2 separate regions of the Mus musculus genome follow, and region 1 is linked to region 2. The links are chromatin contacts, called in public ChIA-PET maps. All regions are on one chromosome and are shown on one strand. Each heading gives the region's core, a stretch centred on a gene start, on an enhancer-like site or on the middle of the called end of the contact. The rest is flanking DNA. Distances are from core to core; before and after follow the strand shown. Region 1 overlaps Themis (thymocyte selection associated). Region 2 overlaps Ptprk (protein tyrosine phosphatase, receptor type, K).

Evidence for each region. ChIA-PET counts read pairs in DNA pulled down with a chosen protein or histone mark.
Region 1: a contact with region 2 is called in an RNA polymerase II ChIA-PET map of effector CD8 T cells, with 9 read pairs. The contact joins two enhancer-like sites. A contact is called at or near these places in 1 of 15 datasets of contacts at CTCF or cohesin (the NIH/3T3 cell line) and 2 of 115 datasets of contacts at active chromatin or transcription factors (CD8 T cells and effector CD8 T cells).

Annotation. Positions count from the first base shown.
Region 1 is chr10:28,814,992-28,818,718 of GRCm38.p6, reverse strand. All of the region lies in intron 4 of Themis (thymocyte selection associated), which reads right to left. Among named protein-coding and RNA genes, the nearest start is that of Themis, 150 kb to the right of the region's middle. Within about 2 kb of position 2,363, at least 13 of the 459 cell types and tissues checked have an H3K27ac peak or open chromatin away from gene starts, as enhancers often do. A contact at or near this core is called in CD8 T cells and effector CD8 T cells, where this site is marked.
Region 2 is chr10:28,514,049-28,517,620 of GRCm38.p6, reverse strand. The region is part of intron 13 of Ptprk (protein tyrosine phosphatase, receptor type, K); the gene reads right to left. Among named protein-coding and RNA genes, the nearest start is that of Themis, 150 kb to the left of the region's middle. Within about 2 kb of position 1,315, at least 54 of the 459 cell types and tissues checked have an H3K27ac peak or open chromatin away from gene starts, as enhancers often do. A contact at or near this core is called in CD8 T cells and effector CD8 T cells, where this site is marked.

The sequences.
Region 1 (3,727 bases), core at 1,114-3,613, 300 kb before region 2:
TACCTCATGTCTGCATTTGTAAAGGCCACCACAGCAATGTCTTTTACTGTGAATTGCAAAGCTTTGTGTCAACTCCAAGAACCCCATAAATCTAATTCAGGTGCAGGATGGCTCTTGTATACTAACAGGACACCTACTGAGGCATTCAAGACCTCTCTACTGGCTGGTTTTGAGTGTCAACTTGACACAGGCTGGAGTTATCACAGAGAAAGAAGCTTCAGTTGGGGAAATGCCTCCATGAGATTGAGCTGTGGGGCATTTTCTGCATTAGTGATCAAGGGCGGAGGGCCACTTGTAGGTGGAACCCAGCTGGTAGTCTTGAGTTCTATAAGAAAGCAAGCTGAGCAAGCCAAGGGAAGCAAGCCAGTAAGTAACAAGCCTCCATGGCCTCTGCATCACCTCCTCCTTCCTGACCTGCTTGAGTTCCTTTGGTGATACACAGCAACATGGAAATGTAAGCTGAATATACCCTTTCCTCCCCAACTTGTTTCTTGGTCATGATGTTTATGCAGGAATAGAAACCCTGACTAAGACAAACTCTTAAAGTCAAAAATATTGTTATAACTTATATAACAGTTCTTTTCCTCAAAAATCCAGTAAGGTAAATGAAAAAAAAAAAAAACTGTAAGTGGTCTTCAGTCTCTCTGCATTTGTACAGACTCAAGACTAAATTCACATATAAAGCTATGTTAGGCATAGGAATTCCAACTTACTTATACCTCCTTATTATACAACAAAGTTTTAATCATGCCATGAGTTTTTCTTTTTAAAGGAAAGAACGAGAACGTAATAAAGGTTCAAATTGGGCTGGGTTGTCAAGTATGAAAACGAATAGAGTTGCTGATTTCATAGACCAGTTTTGAGGTTTGCCCACAATTGTGACAAGTGATTGCATGTTATTTAACTTGAAAATAATTTCTAAACAATGAAGAGAAATTTGTAATTCTGTACTTCCAAATGTAAGGCAGTACTTCTCAAGTTATGCAAAGGGAATGGAAAAGCATCATGTGTATTTGAATGCTGTGTTATCAATCCAAATGCAATTGCAGAGAAACCTACCAATGTTTTAAAATAAATGCTCATAGCTGCCCAATCCAGAGTTAAGCTGTATCAGTTGGCTAAAGGCAGTGCAGAGGCACATATATTTAAAATAAAGCTTTCCAAAGTCAGATCCTCAGGCCTGATAACCAATAAATTAAGTGCCATTCCCTGTGGACTAAGTATTCAAGCACATGAGTCTATGTGGGCCAAACCTATCCAAAACCACGATAAGGAGTTTTCCCAAATGTTCATAAATATATTTCCCATTCTTAGGACAGACATAAAATCAACTAAAAATTCTTTTTCTATGACATCTTGAAATGGGAATTACAACACATTTTCAGTTATTCAATAGGTTCATTATATTTCATCATTATCTTTTTTAATATCTGCTTATTACTTATAATGCCCACAAGAAATTTTCACGGCAATTTTATGCACTTCATGTATCTTTTTACTTGTTTGTTTCATATAGTAACTAAGAGTGTTCTATAGATACAAGATGAATCATGCATTATTAAGTAACAAAATCTTTGTTTTAAAACATTCATTTTAATAATCTGCTAAAAATAGCTTGTTATTGAACGTAGAGTATATATCTTTTCTATTTTATCTCAAATTCTAAGCAATTTATTTCCTCTTTTCAGGTAAGTAAGTGTATAAAATATATTCAACAGGTCCAGTACAATAACTGGAACTTGCTGATGGCTGATGTGGAAGTTTGAATGAGAATGTCCCATTGGCTCAGTGTATTTGGCCCCCAGTCATTCCAACTGTTTGAGAATAAATCAAGGGTGTGGACTTATTGGAGGAGGTGTGTAACTGGGTGTGGAATTTGTTGTTTCAAAAGACCCCTGTCATTCCTTCTGTGTCTCTTTCTGCCTCCTGTTTGAAGAACAATACAATGGGCTCTCAGCTGTTGCTGCTACCATGGCTTTGTTCCACCATCATGGCTTTTAACCTTCTGAAGCTATCAATCCAATTAAATGGTTTCTTCTATGAGTTGTCTTGGCCAAAGCTTTTTGTCACTGCAATCACAACATAACTAAGATAATTTAAGACAGACTGTTTTATTTAGGGTTTTTTATTGCTGTGAAACGATACCATTAAACAAGGCAACTTTTATAAAGGAAACCTAGCTGGGGCAGGTTTACCATTTCAGTGGGTTAGTGCATTATCAGCATGTGGGAAGAATGGCATTGTGTAGGCAGTCTTGGTGCTAGAGGAGCTGAGAGTTCAACGTCTTGATCCACAGGAGACTGATTCGATACACTGGGCAGAGCTGGAGCTGCACAGTGACACATTCCCTCCAGCAAAGCCACATCTATTAGTGTCACTTCCTGTGGGCCACATAGTCAAACACATGAAACTATGTGGGCCAAACCTATCCAAACTGCCAAAAAGAGTTTTCCCCAAATGTTCATGAATATATTTCCCATTCTTAGAACCCGTGTCTAGCAAACAACACATAGAGACAAAGTCACATGTCATTTTGCCCCACGGAGTAGTTATTTAATGATGTTACCATCTACACCGATTACACTTTTTTTTTTCATTCAATGGAAAAAGTTTATTTTCAGAGTGAAACAAATGTTAACTAACTATTTGTATTCTAGGGCTTCATCTCCCATCCCATCTAATTTACTTAAATGTCTTGCTGTGTTTCCTGATTTGTTAGAGACTCCAGGTACACCTCCCTCCCCCTTGCCTCTGTCAACCCAGCAAGCTGTTTCCCCTGACTTCAAAGTGCAAATATTTTTGCTTCATCACCAGTCTGGTAGTCTAAAGGGCCTTTTGGCTTACATAAAGAGAATCATATTTTGCAAAGAAAACAATAGGCTTGAGATACTAATCAATGCCTCCTTTTCGAATATGTATTTTCTTCCTGAAAAAACTAGGAGATTTTCTTTTATGAAAAAACAAAGGCAGAATGAGAATGAAGCCATCAAAGAGTATTAATTAGATTTTAAAATTCAAGTTAATTTTTTTTTAAAAAGACACAATTAGCTGAATTTCTTATATATTTGTGTGATTATTCAGATCAGGAACCTAACAGGTCCAAAAACATTAAAGTGTTTTCAAACAGAAGTTCCAGTTACTCATTGTGCCTGAAATTACCTGATAAAGAATGCTAAAGTTTTCTTCCTATTGCTTTCTACTGGGAGGTTTACCATTTTGGCAGCCCGAGCCTTAGCTCCCAGGGAGTATCGCCCAGCATTTTTGCTTAACAGGTGATCAACCCTAAGGAATCTTCCAATTTGAAATAGAATGAGGCTGTGCTCTTTTTGAAATGTAAATATTCTGGGTTTCAGACGCACTGTCAGCAAATAACGTGAATTCACATTTGCTTTGCAAAGATCTGTGGCCAAGTTGCTTTCTAACTTCTGGTTGAGCTCTACCTCAACCAGAAAGTAAAAATTATACTACTACTTTTGGTAGCTATTTTATTTTTTAAGGTAATACATCAAATGAAGATTTTAGTAAGGAACAAAACATGTAAAATATATGTAAATAGAACATGTATTTTTAAGGATCCCACAGAATTGGCCAAATGGTTTGAGCTAGTGGCCCTTTGCTTTCTGTACATTAAACAGAGAAGGAGGTTGTTTTAAACTCTCATAGTTGTATTTATTATGAATAAACAAAAATTAATGCCAAAACAAGGGTCTGTCCTTTGTTCAGTTAT
Region 2 (3,572 bases), core at 66-2,565:
ACATTTATTGGAACTTTAGAGGATAAGTATTTTTCAAAACTCAATTTGGACACACAGGTCCACCCCAAAATCAGTTTATTCGATGGGAGCTTCTAGGGCAGAAAGCAGCTATGTGAAGATGATGTGAAGACGCTGTAGAGGAGGCAAAAGATAGAGGACTAGCCAGGAAAAGAACTTATCTCAAGTTTTTCTACGGCATTTCCAGTTGCCCGCACTCCCCAGGAAGCAAAGTGGACAAGTCCTACTGATTTGGGAACAGGAGGGTCGCACTTGGAGTTTGGGGTGTAGCCTTTCAGTTGGATACTGGCTACTGTTGAATACATCTGACCATACTGTAGCATAAAATCAGGGGAAGTGGTAGCAATTGTTGAAGGTCAGATTTGTAATGTCAACATCTAACTAACACAAAACTGTGTCGGACCAAGATGCAGTAAGTGTGCAGGAGTGTGTGAAATCCTTAGATGATGCCCATCTTCTCAGAAAGAGAAATTTTCCCTTCCACAAAGGACTTGAGCATCAACTAACTTTCTAGGAAAAGCTGCACCTCATTAATACCCATCTGAATCACCTTCAGAGTTAAATTATTAGGTTATTTGAAGGGCTGTTCCAATAAAAATATCACAGAAAAATCCATATACATGATTACAGAGGTTCTAGTGTGAAAATGCACTTTATTAGAGGGGAAGAGGTCCAAACAGCGCAGGAGCAACTTTCCCCTTGGGATTTCAGAGGTGATTGAATGCTCTGCTTTCAAACTGATAACCCAGTTCTGATCTGCAGGACTTCAGTCATGGAAGTGTTTACTGAGGCTTCCCTTTAGTAAAAGAATCAGTCAAATCTTCACTGGTGAGATACAGCTGCACATTTAACAAACAAGTTGTATTCATTCATTCATTCATTCATTCACTCATTCATTCAGATAGTGAAATGTAGTAAGTAGCCAGAGGACTGTAAAGTAAATTTAAAAACAAGGTTCAAGGTCATGGAATTGGTATTTCCCATAAGATAGCCAAATGGTCATCAGAAGGAAAAAAGAAAACCACTGAAGTCACATAATTCTTAAATGGCAGCTTTTGTTTCATTTTTAATTTCAATTAAGCAGATTAGGTGATCCCAAGTGTGGGTACAGGGTTTGATGACTGAAATGTGAATTGGATTATATGAAGTAGATGATCTTACTAAATACTCATAGGTTAGCTAAGTGAAATGTTTAAATCAAAGTGGAAACTGCAATGTGACGGCGGTATCTAAGGTAACGCAGGACTTTCGTAGCAGTGTGGTTGGTGGGGAGGAAGCCCACAAGCATGAGGAAGTAAAACAAGCGCAGACATGCTGAAAGTGTTTGTGCATGTCAAGGAAAACTGAGGAGTCATCTTCCACTGCATAAGGGATTCAAAGCACACAGCCCACTAAGACTATTTAGAATAACTGACCCTTTAGCAAAACATTACTTGAATCCCTCTGTGCTTTCTGCCAGGGTTATATCTATATATCTCTATATATGTGGGTGTATGTGTGATATATGCATGGCGTGTATATGTGTGTGTGTGTGTGTGTGTGTGTGTTGACCAGATGATACACAACTGTGTGTGTTCTCAGGCCCTGTGCATCTTTTCTTTTGGGGAAAGGTCAGAGCTTCTCATTGGCCTAAGCCAGGAAACCCCAGGGTTTCTCTTGCTTCTGCCTCCTCAGTGTTGGGATTACCGGAGCCTGCCACCCACTTCTCTGTGAGTTGTTCAGGTCCTCATGCGTATCTTTGCGTGGCATGCACTGACTGATTTAGCTGTTCCTCAGCCTCTGAGTAAGGACTTTAGACAGATACTTGGTCTTAGAGCTGACCAAATGGTTTGTCGTTACTAACAGCAGAGGAGTACAGAAAGAGGATAGCAATTTTTATAGGTCTAATAGTAACCGAATACTAGTTAAATCGTAATTACTAACCATGTACAAATGAGATAATAACCTTCACCCAAAGAAAGTGGCAAGACTGACAGAATCTGGGACGGTACTAAGGATGTGAGTGTCTGAAGGAGATAATACACATCACATTTGTGTTTGTTGTCCTGAGGATAGCTACACTCAATAATATCACAAATACCACACAAAAGAGAATTCTGAAATAAATGTAGAACTGAATGAATAAGAGGAAAAAATAGATTAAAAAATTATAAAGGAGGCCAGAAAAGAAGAGCCAATCAATCTGGTGTGTTAAGGTGCTAACAACTTGACTTGTCTGTCTGACTTCCCTAATTCATTATCGTAATTGTGCGGTGAGGTGCATCTCCTTTTCTGTATTGGCTCTGTATACTCCTCCCTTTTATTGGGCATTCATCAGATTTTTCTTCCTGGTCTCTCTAAACAGGACTGTTCATTTGATTTCCAGATTTAATTCTCTCTCTATCACTAGAAGATTCTCTTTGGGAGAGGAAAAGATGTAATCACAAAGTCATTTAGGTTGCTTCTCATGACAACTGAATGGATATACATATCATGGGACATTCTGAAGCTGCTATCTCTTATTCTTTCATCCTTCCCATAGCTTCAGAAACATTCATTTTGGCCACTTTCAGACACCCTTCATTATGAGCAGCTATTCTCTGGAATGGAGATTAAGCAAGCCGGTCCTCTGAGGTGAGCGTCAACTTGTAATACCAACTGATGATCTGAACTTGATCCTCAGGACCCAAGCAAAGGTAGTAGAAAAGAAGTGACCAAACAAAGCTGTCCTCTTATTTGTATACACATGACATATCATGTGTGTCCATATACACACATCCATATCTAGCACATACAAGAACAACAGCAGCAACAACAACTTGAAAAATAGCCAGATCTTGAAAGGTATCATGACAATACTCAAATGTATAGTTGTGCAGTTCTTTTTAGAGGAGTTTAGAGGATTAAAATAGTATAACTATTTTAAAATAGACACATATAATGTGATAATGTGATTATTTAGTACTGATTCCAGGAATTCCTTTTTCTGTGGAGTTCAGCCAAGAATGCAAAGTGTGTGTGTGTTGTGTGTGTGTGTGTATAGCCACACAATTTTCTATCTATTACATAATAGTAAATTAGTGACTTGGTTTTACAAACCCAGAGCCCAAACAGACAGTCTCTATTTAAAATAGATAAAAATATCTGTGGCTGATGGGGGTTTTGATTAACTAGTTATATGTTATGAAAATTTGGTAACACATTTCTTTGAGATTTACTGCAATGAATTGGGAAGTGACCCAGAGAAAGACCAGATCTCAGAACTTGTAACAGATGCAGATGAAATTAGTTCTGACTCTAACTCTTCATGCAGACATCATGCCTTCTTTTCTACAGTGTATTTCCTGGACCTCCAGTACCTGACAGACAGCACATAAGCAATACTTTCTGAATGAATGACCAGATCATTGTGGGTAAATCCATTGTGTGTAGGGCACTAAGTGAGGAACAAAGGAGAACGCAAGGGATAGCTGTTGCACCATGATGATGTGAAACTGTGCTAAAGAAATCACATACCAATAAAGTGAGGTCTACCCATATTACTTGAAAAGAGAAAGTCCAAATTAATGAGATGA